Regions from separate parts of the Gossypium arboreum genome. Here region 1 is linked to region 2. A link is a contact called in public Hi-C data. All regions are on one chromosome and are shown on one strand. The core of a region is the stretch at or near the end of the contact, and the rest is flanking DNA. Distances in the headings are between cores, read along the strand shown.

The links. A called contact is a pair of places that touch in the nucleus more often than the background predicts.
Region 1: a Hi-C map of leaf shows a contact between it and region 2, with 1.6 times the contacts expected there. The contact joins the promoter of LOC108482799 here to the enhancer-like site in region 2. A contact is called at or near these places in 2 of 5 Hi-C or Micro-C datasets (both in leaf).

The regions. Positions count from the first base shown.
Region 1 is chr7:16,977,705-16,984,550 of ASM2569848v2, reverse strand. It overlaps LOC108482799 (cytochrome P450 85A-like), which reads right to left and starts at 3,536. Exons shown (of 9, transcript XM_017785904.2): 1 at 3,188-3,536; 2 at 2,590-2,914; 3 at 2,357-2,506; 4 at 2,019-2,267; 5 at 1,829-1,915; 6 at 1,663-1,741; 7 at 1,134-1,240; 8 at 932-1,056; 9 at 490-849. The coding sequence starts at 3,378. The coding sequence ends at 762.
Region 2 is chr7:16,822,991-16,829,931 of ASM2569848v2, reverse strand. No RefSeq gene overlaps it. Among protein-coding and RNA genes, the nearest start is that of LOC108476692, 87 kb to the right of the region's middle. Within about 2 kb of position 3,096, at least 1 of the 2 cell types and tissues checked has an H3K27ac peak or open chromatin away from gene starts, as enhancers often do. A contact at or near this core is called in leaf, where this site is marked.

The sequences.
Region 1 (6,846 bases), core at 2,287-4,786, 150 kb before region 2:
GTATTATATATTTAATATAAATTTATTTTTTAGTTTGTTCTAAATTACATGATATATATATAAAATAACATAATATAAAGTATTATAAACTTTAAAACAGGTCAAGCTTAAGCCTTGAATATTTAAGTTCGAGCTTGATCCATATTTTAAATAGCCTAATTTTTTTTGCTCAAGCTCATTTTTTGAGCCTAATATTTTTATCAAAACCCTTTTAAATTTTAAACGGACTTTGAGCCTGAACAAATAGCCTAACACATATATAATTGAGATGTTAAGTCCCAACATTGGTTAAATGAAAGAATATGTTGAGCCCATCAATTTCGCCAAGGAAAGAAATGGCAGATTTCTTGCACAGTAACTCTAATAAATATAGTAATGGGTCCAATTTCTCTTTCCATGACATCCTTGAAAGGTAGTCCAATTGAAGGACTTCTAAAAGGTCCCAAACTCAGATCCTTGAAAACTGAAATTTCTCTGCAGCTGTTGGGATTTTTATGACTTCCATACATAAAACATATTTGTATTTCCCAATTTCTCTCACTTTGATTATTAACATGGTGTAATCCTAGTTAGAACAAAGGGAAATAGAGTCACAAAATTCAGAAATTCTTATTCACAGTCTACACTAGAGCCTGAAAACAGGAAAAATCAATCATTTTCTACCCTTGTTAGAACATATTTTTAATTGTACAAAATACCCACCCCTTCCCTTTTGATTAGTCTATATATCTCTTTATGTACATACATGATACATCTGTTAGTCAGTAGGATGATACTCTAATGTGTAGTCCATTTGGTGCTTCAACTCTTGGAAATTTCATCAATTTTTCTGCCCCAACTTCTTCCCATCTGCACTCACAAATAAAGGGATTTCATTTTCTCTTTCTTTTAATGGCTTTTAGAATGATTTAATGCTAAATATTTAAATTACCTGTATCTAGTTACAAAATAGTGAAGGAAAGTAGAAATTTCTGCAATTCCAAGTTCCTTTCCTGGACATTGCCTGGTGCCTCCTCCAAATATCAAGAAATAATTTTGAGATTCCAAGCCCTTGTCCTGTATTCATCAATCATTTTAAATTTCAAGGAATTTTTTTTTAAAAGAAATTGATGGAAAAATTAGGGGTCACTAACCATCCATCTCCATGGATTGAAGGCTAATGGATCTGGATATAGGAATGGATCATAGTTTATTTCTCTTGTATAAACATAAATTCTCCAGCCTTTAGGAATCACATACCCTGAAAGGAAGATGAGTCATTGGTGAAAATTCAATCATTTCACAAATTATAATAAAAAAAATTAAGAGAATGAATCTTCCAGGGAATTGCCTAGCTGGATTGGTAGGTATGCCATTGTAAATCATGATAGGGTAAGGTCCACCAAAGGAAGATGATCTCACCTCCTTTACATCTTATTTTCCATTCTTTTTTTTTTTTATAAAAAACCTTGAGATTCAATGTTAATAAAAACTTAAACAATGTAAGTGGTTTAAGGGAAACTTTTTATTTATTTATTTATTTTTTTGGGTTTTAAAAGAGCAGCTAACTGCAAACTGAGCTTCTTGAGGCCATAAAATTGATGTTAGAAAAGTAAGAATTAAAAAGAATATTTCAATATATTTATGGATCCCACTTTTTGAATATTTTAATGTTGAGCTCACCATTTAGTTCCATTTCTTGAGTAGTTTTCCTCAAAACTCCATTAACAATTGTAGCTAATCTTGATGTCTCAAAAATCACCTGCATAGCCCACAAAATCATTGAACCTTTTTCTTTGTAAAGTGTTCTTTTTTTCTTTTTGAATAAAAAAATTTGCAAAGTGCTTACTGCTCTTGTAAATCTCATTGACTTAAGATCATTCCATTCAATTGGTTCATCTGCCCTTTTTCTTTCTCTTATTCCCATATGTTCTTTCTGGTGGGAAAAAGAACAGCCAATCAAAACCAGAGACAAAAAAAAAAAAAAAAGAACCAGTGATAGTAAAGAGGTCAAAGTTGGAAGGAAAATGTAAACATACTCTTAGCTCTTCAAGAACTGTTGGATGATCATGGAGATACTTGACAGCCATCATTGATGTAGTGGAAACAGTCTCATAACCAGAATACAAGATTGTGATTATTTGGTCAATGATCTCATCATCACTTAGTTTATGTCGATTACTGTCATCATTTCTCATCAAGTGCCCAAGCATGTCCTTGTGGGATTCTTCACTATCTCTTCTCTTTTCTATCAGTTGTCCCAATATCTTCAAAATGTTCTGTCTTGCCTGCAACATAAACATGCTACTTGCTTCAGACTGTAAAACATGGAACTGCAATGACAAGAAAATGATATATGAGTTGCTTGTCAAATTACCTGGAATCCTCGACGATAATTGGTACCAGGGAGATCAATAGGAAGTGATAAGGTGCCTAAAACCAGTTTAAAGAACTCAGGCATGAATTGTTGAGCTACTGAACTGGATTCAGCACTGGCGATTTGCTTAAGTGATGATAAAAAGGCCATCTGTAAGGATAGCAGATTAGAAACAGAGGAAAGCATGAAAAGCTTTGAATGTGATATTAACATATACAAATACAAAAACAGACCTCTTTGGTCTTGTCTTGGATGTTAATGACTTGGTTGTCCCAATTAGAGAGGAAAGCTCTCATGAATTCATCGATTTTGGGCAAAAGTTGTTGTCTGATCATAGTGGGGCTAATGAGGGCAAGGAGGGCTCCTCTCATTTGCTTATGTGTGGAGCCATGGACGGCTGCAATATTGCATTTTCCCAAGATATCAAGCATGGACTGTGGGTATCCAGGAACAAGCCCCTTGGCTTCATTCATTAGTATGTATCTGTTCAGCTCTGGATCCATGGAAACAACTGTAGGACATCCTAGAATATGGGATTTGAAGAAGCTGCCATACCTGCTTTTGTAATAAACAAACAAATTATATTAAAAAACCAAACTAGTGTTTTTCATAAATTACCTGAATGATTTAATGTTTGGAAGCTAAATTTACAAGAAAACCCTCTTGCAACTGTTTTTAAGTGACAACAACCATGACATAGTGAAATAAAAACATCATTTACTTCCATAAAAGGAAAAAGGAGAAAGCAAAGAGGAAGCTATTTTATCAACCAGCTTTCAAATCGAGGACAGACAAGCAAGAAATAACAAAGATTTGGGGGTTTCAAATCACCTTGCTCTTTGGTTTTTCATGAAGTTAGGGCCTTGTTTGAGAAACTCAGTGGTTTCCCCGAAGACAGGCCAACCCATAGTACCAGGGGGCAGACCTTTCTTCCTGTATCTCATCTCGTTCCATCTCAAAACTGCAGTGCACATACACAGCACCATTACAAACACCCCAACAATCACCATTAAAACACCCATTGTTTCTCCCAAGAAGCTCTCTAAATGGTTAAAGGGGCTTCTTCCTCCTAACTCTAAACGAGCTCATGGGTATATATATATGTATACGACCCCTACCTCTATGGTCACAAGTCATTGAAAGATATAGGCCAAACCATGCAGCTCACTAGGAAGGGACCCTACCCTTAAAAGACCTCAAAAGTAATCAGCAGTCCAATAAAAATTAATAGATATGCTTTTACTAAGCTAACCCCTCTTAAATAACTAATTATAGATTTGAATCTTAAAACTCTTTCACACTTAACTATGATTTTTTTAAAATAAATTGCAGACTAAGACACGATTCATTCTTCAAGATTTTGAGCATGAATGCTTGTTTGATAGTCAAGGTCAGAGATACCATTATCGAAACAGTAACCATATAATTTCTTTAATTTCACAGGTCAAAATAAAAATCTAACAAATATTCAGCTTTAGTTTTATTTTTTTAATTTCTTATTCAGAATAAATCAAACCTACTTTCTGCTCCAATATCTAATTTTTGTAATTTAAATATATATAATAATTTTTTTAATGATGAAAAAGGGTTTCTATAAAGAAATGATTTGGATATTAGTGGCATGAAAGCTAGATAAATGAAAAAAGAAAGATAGTTGGGAAGTGTTTGAAGTGGCACATGCAGACCACCCTATTGGACCTAAAATTAAGTTAAAATAAATTTTTTTTAAAAAATAAAGCCCAGTCCTTCACATGTCTGTCAATGAGATCTGCTCATGGAATTACAAAATAACAAAAGAAGATGCATAATACCATATAAAATAATCACAAATTATGTGTCAAAATTTATGTAATATAAATTATTAACTCTATAATATTTTAAATATGATACAACAGGTACATGGATTGTTCATCAAGTGAATAGGGGAGCTTTGATTTCATTTCCAACTGCAAGTTTATGGCACTGTATTTCCCAGAAAACTATAATATTGTGATGTTTATCTAATGCACTTTCAATTTGATATTCATTTCCAACTCCTTCTATTTTCAGGTTTTCTTTTTCAACAAAGATGAAACTTGAAACCGATACGATTTTCGATGAGATCACATGAACAATTAGCAACTATTATTATTATTATAAGATTTTTGGAATAAGATAAATTAATATGAGTTGTACATCGAATTTATCAGACAGTTTGCATGCACTTATCAATGTCAGTCAATGATGTAACGACGACGAATGACATGAATGAAAACGTTTCGACATGGTGACATGTTTCCCACAAACACTGAGTTTCTTCTCCTAATTAAACTCTGCTATCTTTTCCCAATTAAACTCTAATTACTTCAGAGATGTTTTAGTCGTTTTAGACCTTTAAACTTAACCATGGGTCTTGTATCCCTGTTTCAATAAGGCAATTAAAGATGTAGTATTATAGGGCTTTTCTTTTGGGGGTGACAAGCTGTAGTAGCAAATGAGCTTTTGTGAGAGTTTTCGTGGTGATTATGGAAAGAAATTTGTAACCCTTTCGGGTTTACTCAATGAGAGTTAGGGCTTTATTTTAGAGGTTTGAGTTTGTATGTTTAGTACGTTTAAGTTTATTTTATCCATAACGTATTCTTGTTTGTTCATTCAAGTAGTGAAAAGTCGAAGCCTCCTTTGCTTGTAGTTTTTATCCTCTTCGAAAGAGTTTTTTACGTAAAATTTGTGTTCAATCTTTTCTATTTCGTTATTTATACATGTTTATCTCTAACAATTAGTTTAAAAATTGTTTGAATTTAATATTTTAAGGTTAAATATGTAGAGCGTGATACTAATAATTAAAATAATATCCAAATATAACCCATATTATAAAACTTAAATTTGTGGATGAATAAGAAAAAATTATATGACCAACCTATTATCTTTTTTATCTTTTAAAGTTTCATATATAATAGTTACAACGTGTGTAAGTAGTGCAATAGTAATAAAAACAAGAAGAAGAAAGCAACAAATATTTGTCAGGATTAAAAAACTCTGAATTTCAGTATCAAGAATTAATATTAATAATTATATATCATTCAACAATCTTTTCATTAACCTTAGTAAACATCTTTGGCTATTAGTAGGAGAAAAAAGATTAGGGTTATCCAAATTTCAACTTACATCATAAAATATTTTATCATTATTCGGTTGTACAAATTAAAATATAGTTTAAAAATATGAACAATCTCTAAGAAAATCTAAAATTAAAACAAATAACTATTTTAAATAATTCTTTTAAAAATTTTACTTGTTTCAAGTTCAATTTTGTTTAATTAGTTTATATATAAAATATTTCCTTTTATTAATTCAAAGATAGGAGCAAATGGTGGTACATTGGCAAGTGTGCAGCTACAATGGTCCTTTTGCTGTTGAAAAGTGCTGAGTATAAAAGTCCCTTTGGCTTTAATTAGTACTTAATGCCTCCTGCCAATGATCCAGCTGAGGTTGGTATCAGCCACATTACAGAATATATATGGGGTTAATTCCATCATAGGTCTCTCAATTATGGTCTAATTTTAAATTAGTCTTTAATATTTTTAAATATTTTAATTGATTCATCAAAATATTAATATTAATTCAATTAAATTATTTTGTCAGCATGGTTTGTCAAGTTGAGTGTTAAATATCAACTCTAGTATGATGTGAAGCATATTAAAAATGTGTAAATAAAATTTTAGATATATTTCTATTTAATGCGTGAATAATTTGGATCTTTCATGTTATAAAAAATACACGTCGTTAAAATTTAATAAGATTATTTCATTTTTTAACAAGTCAAATCTCAATTATTCATGTGATAGGCATACACATATTAAATTTTGATTAATTTATTTTAAATATACTCCACATCAAATTTGATCAAACACTTAAAGTTTTAAATTTTAATCGAATTTGATCATATAAATATTCGAGAGAAATTTTAATCACTACTCTAAACATGTGTAACTTATTTTTATCTCTTAGAATAATATCATTAAACTAAATGCTTATTTTATTAAGGTTAAATTGTACTATTGGTTTTGTACTATAAATAAGTTGTAGATTTAGTTTTTGATATTTTTATTATTTTATTTTTCTAATTTTGAAATTTCATTCCTAATCAAATAGCAGTTGTTAAATGCATTACGTTATTTCCAAAAATACTCAAGAAAAAGCCAATTAATGGATTTAATAGATGTTGCTTAAGTCAAAATTTAAATTTTAGAAATTTAAAAAAGTATAGAGACTAAGAATAATAGGACCAAACTCAAACATGGTAAGACTAGAGACTCACACATCTCAATTGTGTATAATAGACTTGAACCTAGGCACTTAAAACCCAAGACTTTCACCTTAAGCAACAAATCAAGACATCATTAGCAATTATATTTATATTATTTAATATTAAAATCAATTTTATTATTTTTAACGTCCTGAATTTCTCTACCTTGGTAAAATTTTGCTTTTTAACCTTGTTTTAACAACTT
Region 2 (6,941 bases), core at 1,847-4,346:
GTGCCTTAACTATGTGGTGTGTGTGTGTGTGTGTGCTTCGACCGATCATATGGGTACTATAGTGCCTATTCAGTTGCTATGTTTTTTTTAAAAAAAATGAATATTGAATAAACTCGATCTGTGAATCTGAGGACATTGAGAATTATCAAATCTGAAAAGGGTAACATCTGTGGTTAAGTTGCTAAAAAATCGTAAGTATGAGTTGATTGAAAACGTAACCAGGTGTCGTACGTACAATATTACTATGCTGCCAATTTACGAAACTATGTGTTAGGTAATTGTGATGTTGTTTCTGTGATATTGTTGCATATACTATAAATGCATGCTCCACTGTAATTGCATATAAGTTAATCTGTCACTATTTTCATGTTAATAACATGTTGATACTGTCATTGTATGTTATACTGTCACTAATCATTAATGACATAATACTGTTGCATAAGGTTGGGTTATTGAAGGAGGAAGTTTAGGCATATAATGTCGGACTGGTTCACCGATCAATATGCTAGCAGTTCATTCACATAACTATTGACGGTCCATCCGCATATCTATTGGTGATACGTCCACATGAGCTTATGCTCCTACTGTTACGGTGTGAAAGGTTGGACGAGTTCTAGGGAACTCTTACTGTGGTGTGTAAGGCTAGATTGGGTAGTGGACCGCACTATCATTCATGAGCATGCCAACTGTTATGGTGAATTCTGTGAATATTGTGAAACTCATTTGTACATATATTGCTTACTTGTATTCCTTTATATGTTTTACTACCTATATGTTATGGCTACATTGAGCTTCATAGCTCACTCCTTAGTTTTCCCATCTTTCCATATAACTCGTGAGGTTAGGATTCAAACTTGACATTTCGTAGCACTGTCAACGATTTTGAAGGAAAGTACTTTTAAACTTTATTTTATAAACTCTATTAGTTTTTTTTTTTTTTTGCATTGTTTTAATCGGATTGTGACTTGGACTTGGTTTTACATATGAATGTTTTATTTGGGATATAACATTACACATTTTAATATCAAACTCGAACAGGGCTAAGAACTTTAGGAATGTTAAATTATTTTAAAATGGTTCAAATATGATTTTTCTAACAACTTTGGAACTAAAATTAAAAGAACAAGATAACTAAATTAAACTAATGTTTTCCAAAAATGAGTTAAATTAATGTCTTTTTGAAATTGAATCGAAATTGTTTTTTAAAAAGTGATTTTTACCAATTCTAACAAAAAGTATCAATACCCTGGCATCTGGTATCGATACTCAACCAAATAAACGATTTTCAAACAAACAGAATACCAAATTGGTATTTATAAGTATCGATGCCAATTGGTCACGTTTTATAAATTTCAAAATTGGCGGAATGTTTAAACCTTATCAATACTTTTTAATTGGTATCGATATCCTCTGTTAAAACTTGAATTCTTTTATGAAATGAGTTTTTAATTTTATCCGAAAACTGAATGTTTTATGGACCATTTCAGTGGTTAGTGTGACCTCCACAATTCGGTCATAACATCTAGGCCGGGTTAGGGGAGGTTACACATCATATCTATATTTTTTATTGTTTTTTAAATTAAAAAGACTAAAGTGTCCTTAAACAATGTAACTTATTTTAAACACGAAATGATATTTTTGTAATTTCTCTTATCGAGTTAGTACCCAATTGACTCATAACACCAACTCAACTAGGGTTTAAATAATAGTATAGATATACAACTGATTGATGTAATAAGACGTGCATATTAAAACAAAAATAAAAATAAAAAATAAAGGTTTAGTTGAATATTTTATTAATTAAAAAATTAACATGAATTTGATAATATAATTAATTTTAATTAGGATAATACATTTAAATAAATTTTCTAACTAATTTGATACCGGATAACTACCTTCAATTTACTATCATTTATCATCCAACGGAAGAACAACTAAGATTGTATTTAAGAAGGCTCATTAATTTTTCCATCTCGAGAGTTTCAATCTCTGTTTCCAACCAGTAAAAGCAAAAGGGAAAACTAAAAAATTCAAGAACAGACAGAAAAGAGGACCCCAACAGAACAAAAGAAAATAAAAGGAATATAACTATCTCAGTTTTCTTGGTAATTTTTTATGGAAAATTATCTAAAAGTATATAATTTTGGAGTTTTGTAGATTTCATTGGTTAAAAATATAATATGTGACTCATAGAATATAATAAAAACATATAAAACATTATATATAAATAAATAAGACACGCTTCATATTTTTATGATAGAAAAATATTTATCACTTTAATTTTTTATGAAGTTCAAAAACTTCTTAAATTGTGTCTCAAATAATTATTCATTTTTATTAAATTTTCAGTTTTTTCAACTTTATATTTCTTATGTTTCGATATTATAGCATATTTAAACTATTATAATATATTACCATACATACTTGTACAAATTATTTTGATACATATACAAAATTTAAATATATTAGTAATAATTTATTTCACAATATTTTATATAAATAATAGTTTATATAAGATATATATGGATGGACTCTCGATTGTATATAAAACCAAACATTTTAGCGAGTTAGAAGGTTAAAAATAATAATATATTTATTTTAATAATATTTTTTAAATAATTTTATTATATGTGTTGATTATATTTGTTATTTTGACATAATACTTAAAATTATTTATAATTAATTTTTAATCTATAAATAAAAGTATAATTCTCGAATCTAAATTTTATTATATTAACAATAAATTTATATCAATTAAATTAAAATTTAATTGACTATTTTTAATAATTCTTAAAATTATTTATTTATAGTGTATATCAAAATAACTGATTCACCATATATGAATTTAGAAACTATTATAAATTATTCTCTATCGAAAACTAAAATTTTTAAAATAATATAAAATTAAATTTGTTTAGACATTGAACTCCAATATGATCATAGAAGAAAGAGAAAGAAAAATGAAAGAGAGAGAGAGACGGTTTTTGTGGGGTTGAAGTGACATGATGATTGAGTGCACGTGTGGTTACCTGTGTCCACGTGCATCTGTTTTATTCATCAAAGATTGATTGATTTTTGTCTCTTTGTTTCTTTGATATTTCTTCACCTTTGTCTCTTTGTCCTTTTGCTTTCAGAACAGGCACTCTCTGTTTGGGCCCCATCTTCTTGTCTTTTTTACTTTTTTTTTAATTTCGTGTATTTATTAATTATTGTTTTTGTTTTCGTTCATTACATAAATTTAATTGATTAATAATTTATAATACACCTAATCTTACTTTAGTATTATTCGCTAAAGTAAGATCTTAAAATCTTTTAAGTTATAGTTTTGTTATGTAAAAATTATGTACAAGTAAGTAGAATTAAATTATTTCGTTTAACATTGGTAAGTTACATTAGAGAATATAATTTTAAACTTTGAAAATAATATTATTAGGAAAAGTAATTATAAACCCTAAATAAAAATAGTAAAAATATATAAAGAATACTTAAAAAATTACTTAATTCTGAGAATTTAAATTAAGGAATTGCATATGAAAATACAATAAAAAAATAGAGAAGCCAAAGTCATCTGGATTGTTGATAAAATATTGGATTTTCAATAATTATCAAAAGTAGAAAAATAAATTGGAACTAGAGATTAGACAACTTAATATTTAGAGAATAAAACACTTTTTATTATTATAATGATTAATGAATAAAGATTATATGTTTCAATTATGTAGTTGTTATCCATCTATAATAATGATAATGAAGTTGATATATATATAAAGATATTTTAATTAGGTTAGTTTGGAGAGTAATGTATTTATTTATAATTAGTATAAAAATAATAATGATGGTAAAATTAAATATTATAACATAAAATAAAAAGTAACGTAAACGCATCGCACCGCACACTTAAATTCACTCTTAATTTTAGTTTCTGCAAGTACTTTCTATTCCTTTACCAAGTTATATACTACATCACCAAAACCTTATTTAGCATGCAGGAATGAGCTACATATGAAAGCTTATACATTTTCGGCTTGCCTAATAAATAAACATAGAAGGCCTAGGCCACAAAATTTTTGGAATTGATGGACCTAAGACCTATATTCTTTTCTTTTTTTCTTTTTTCTTTTTAATTATTTGGTTGGTCCATGACTCCACTGTCATCACCCTAGCTTCAAAATCTAATCTTGCAAGCATATATAAAGAAAAGTTGAATTAAAAAATAACAAAACAAAAACCAAATTTTGCCACTTAAATATTAGTTCAGTAGGCATATATATATATATATATATATATATATATATATATAAGTTGGCAAGAGTCAAATTAAGTGAAAAGAAACTTTAAGGTCGCACAAGCTTCTTGCCGCAAAATGTTGTTTTTTCATCAAATTTTCTTAATGTATTTTTAATTTTGATTATTATTGGGTAAAATAGGAGTTATCATGACTCGATTTAGGTTGGGCTCATACAAAATATTCAGATTAATTTTTTTAAATTTAATTTGACTTGACTCGAAAAATGAATTTATTTTTTACCCAAATCTAATCTAATTTAAGAAAAGTAAGCTACGGTCCAATCGACCCGTTTATATTTAATTTTTAAATTAATTTTTATTTAAAAATAATTTTTAAAAATATAATAAAAACAATAAAATAAAAATATTCTAACACATTAAAAATATTTATATTAAAAGCACTACCATAAATATAATAAATATTTTATTATTTTAAAAACAAAAATAAATATAATATTTTTATTATATTAAATATAATTTTAAAATTTTATATTTTGGATTGGGTTATTTAATTGAGTAAGTTTTTAGTTTTAGGTAATAGGTTTAATTGTTATTAGGTTAGTGATTCAATATAATATATAATTATTATTTAATATATATAATTAATATAATTAGTTTTATAAGATAATATATTCGGGTCGGACTAGGCTATGCTAGGACTAAAAAAACTTTCCCAAGGCCCGACCTATATAGAAAACGGGCCTTAAATTTTACCCAAGCCCATTTTTATAAGATTTGTATGACATGTATATGTTGTTACAAGGATTGAAATGATATATTTATAGTAATTATACTCGTGTGAACTTAGTAAAGGATTAGGATACATATGGCATGCTATTAGGGTCAAATATGGAAACAATTAGTGATTTACATGGTTATATGAGATCCAACATTTGTTGCGGATTCTCCACTTATATGTATTGTTGGTTTAGCCTGAATTGCTAACCTCAATGCGATGTCAACTTGTGGTGAGCAACCCTGACCACTGTCAGCTTGTGTGAGCACTATAGTCCCCTGTATCCGAGTTCGATTTATTAAAGGTTCTTTCAGGTGAAATTGTAACTTAATGGAATGAAATTATTGAAATGGATTGAATATGAAATGAACTATATATGCTTCCTAATTGAATATGATTTCTTGTTAATGATCATGATATGCAAAGTTATGAACTAACCTATTTTTTATATGTTTATATATGATGTTGTTTGATAGTCACCTCAACATAGGCCAAAAGAAATGTTTACTTATTTAAGTTGCCTAGGTAAGTTAATTAAATCTCATATGGACTTACTAAGCATCCAATATGTTTACCCCATTGTTTTCCCTTCTCTCACCTTGTGGAACATGTCTAGCGTACCATTTGAAGCTCACACTATCTCATATTCAAAATGGTAGCTTTTTTATTGTTTTAAGTCAGGTTTTGTGGCATGTACATAAGTGTTTCGTATATGTTAACTTTAAATGTTGAACATAGCTTTAAACTTACCTAATGCTTGATTTTGGAAGTGTTAACGTTTCAATGAAATGATATGTTTTGGTAAATGGTTTGAGTTATGTATGTAACAATTGAAATGGCATAAATGGAGGTAATTTAGAATGTTTCGAGTAGTTTGAGATAGGTAATGTTTAGCTTTTGTCATATGGTTTGGTTTGAATGCCATGGTATTGTATTGATGAATCTAATGGTTGAATAGATGATATAAGTTGGTATAAGGTTGAATGTAATATTAGCATTTGTTTTGGTGTAAGTTGAAAGTGTTTTGGTGCAAGTAAACTTAAACCATTTATGCACAAAATGACAAGTAAAATTAAACCATTTGTGCACAAAATGAAGTTTGTGTGGTAGCCATGAAATAGGTACCAAACGACCTACATTTTACCAAAAACAAAGTCTACGTCCTGACGAGTAATCTTCCTCGTCGTAATGTTGGCCGATAGTAAGTCACGTCGCGATGTTGAATGGCCTGAGGTCATGATGTGACAAACTGTTTGACGACGTCACAACATGGAAGAACAAACGTCATGACATCGACCCTGAGATTTTGAAACTTTACAATTTGGTCCTATTTCAGGATCGAGACAACAAAAGAGCTTTCGTAAGATTGATTAAGGCTCGGATTTAATTATGTATCATAATGTGAATGTGTTTATGATATAATTATATGTTTAAATGAGTTGTTTACAGTATATTTGAAGGTAGTTGCTCTGGCAACAGGTGTGGCATCGTATAGATCGGACCTAACAGTCAGGTCAGGCAAGGGGTGTTACATGAATAGCACCAAGGTTGTTGTTCTTGATATATATATTTTGACATTGTTGATGGTTGAGATGCAAAGATATCAAAAGAGCGTGAATGTTGTCTCCTAGGTTCCCCATAGCTCCTACCATGTTAGCATTGTCAACGATGATTCTCATTCATTGATTTTGGATTTTTCATCTATGGGTTAACCTATTGAAGGTGGCGTCAACCCGATTCTTACTTACACTGTTAGGGTAGAAGTTGAGTAGTCACAATGGTCATCACCTTAGCCTAATTGGGTCAACATTTCCTTCTCCACTAAGCTTCAAATTCTTATGGTATGAGTTGAAAGAATAGTAAGGGTGTTTTGAAAAGTTGTAAACCAAGAAAGAATGCCCATACATGTTCATTAGAA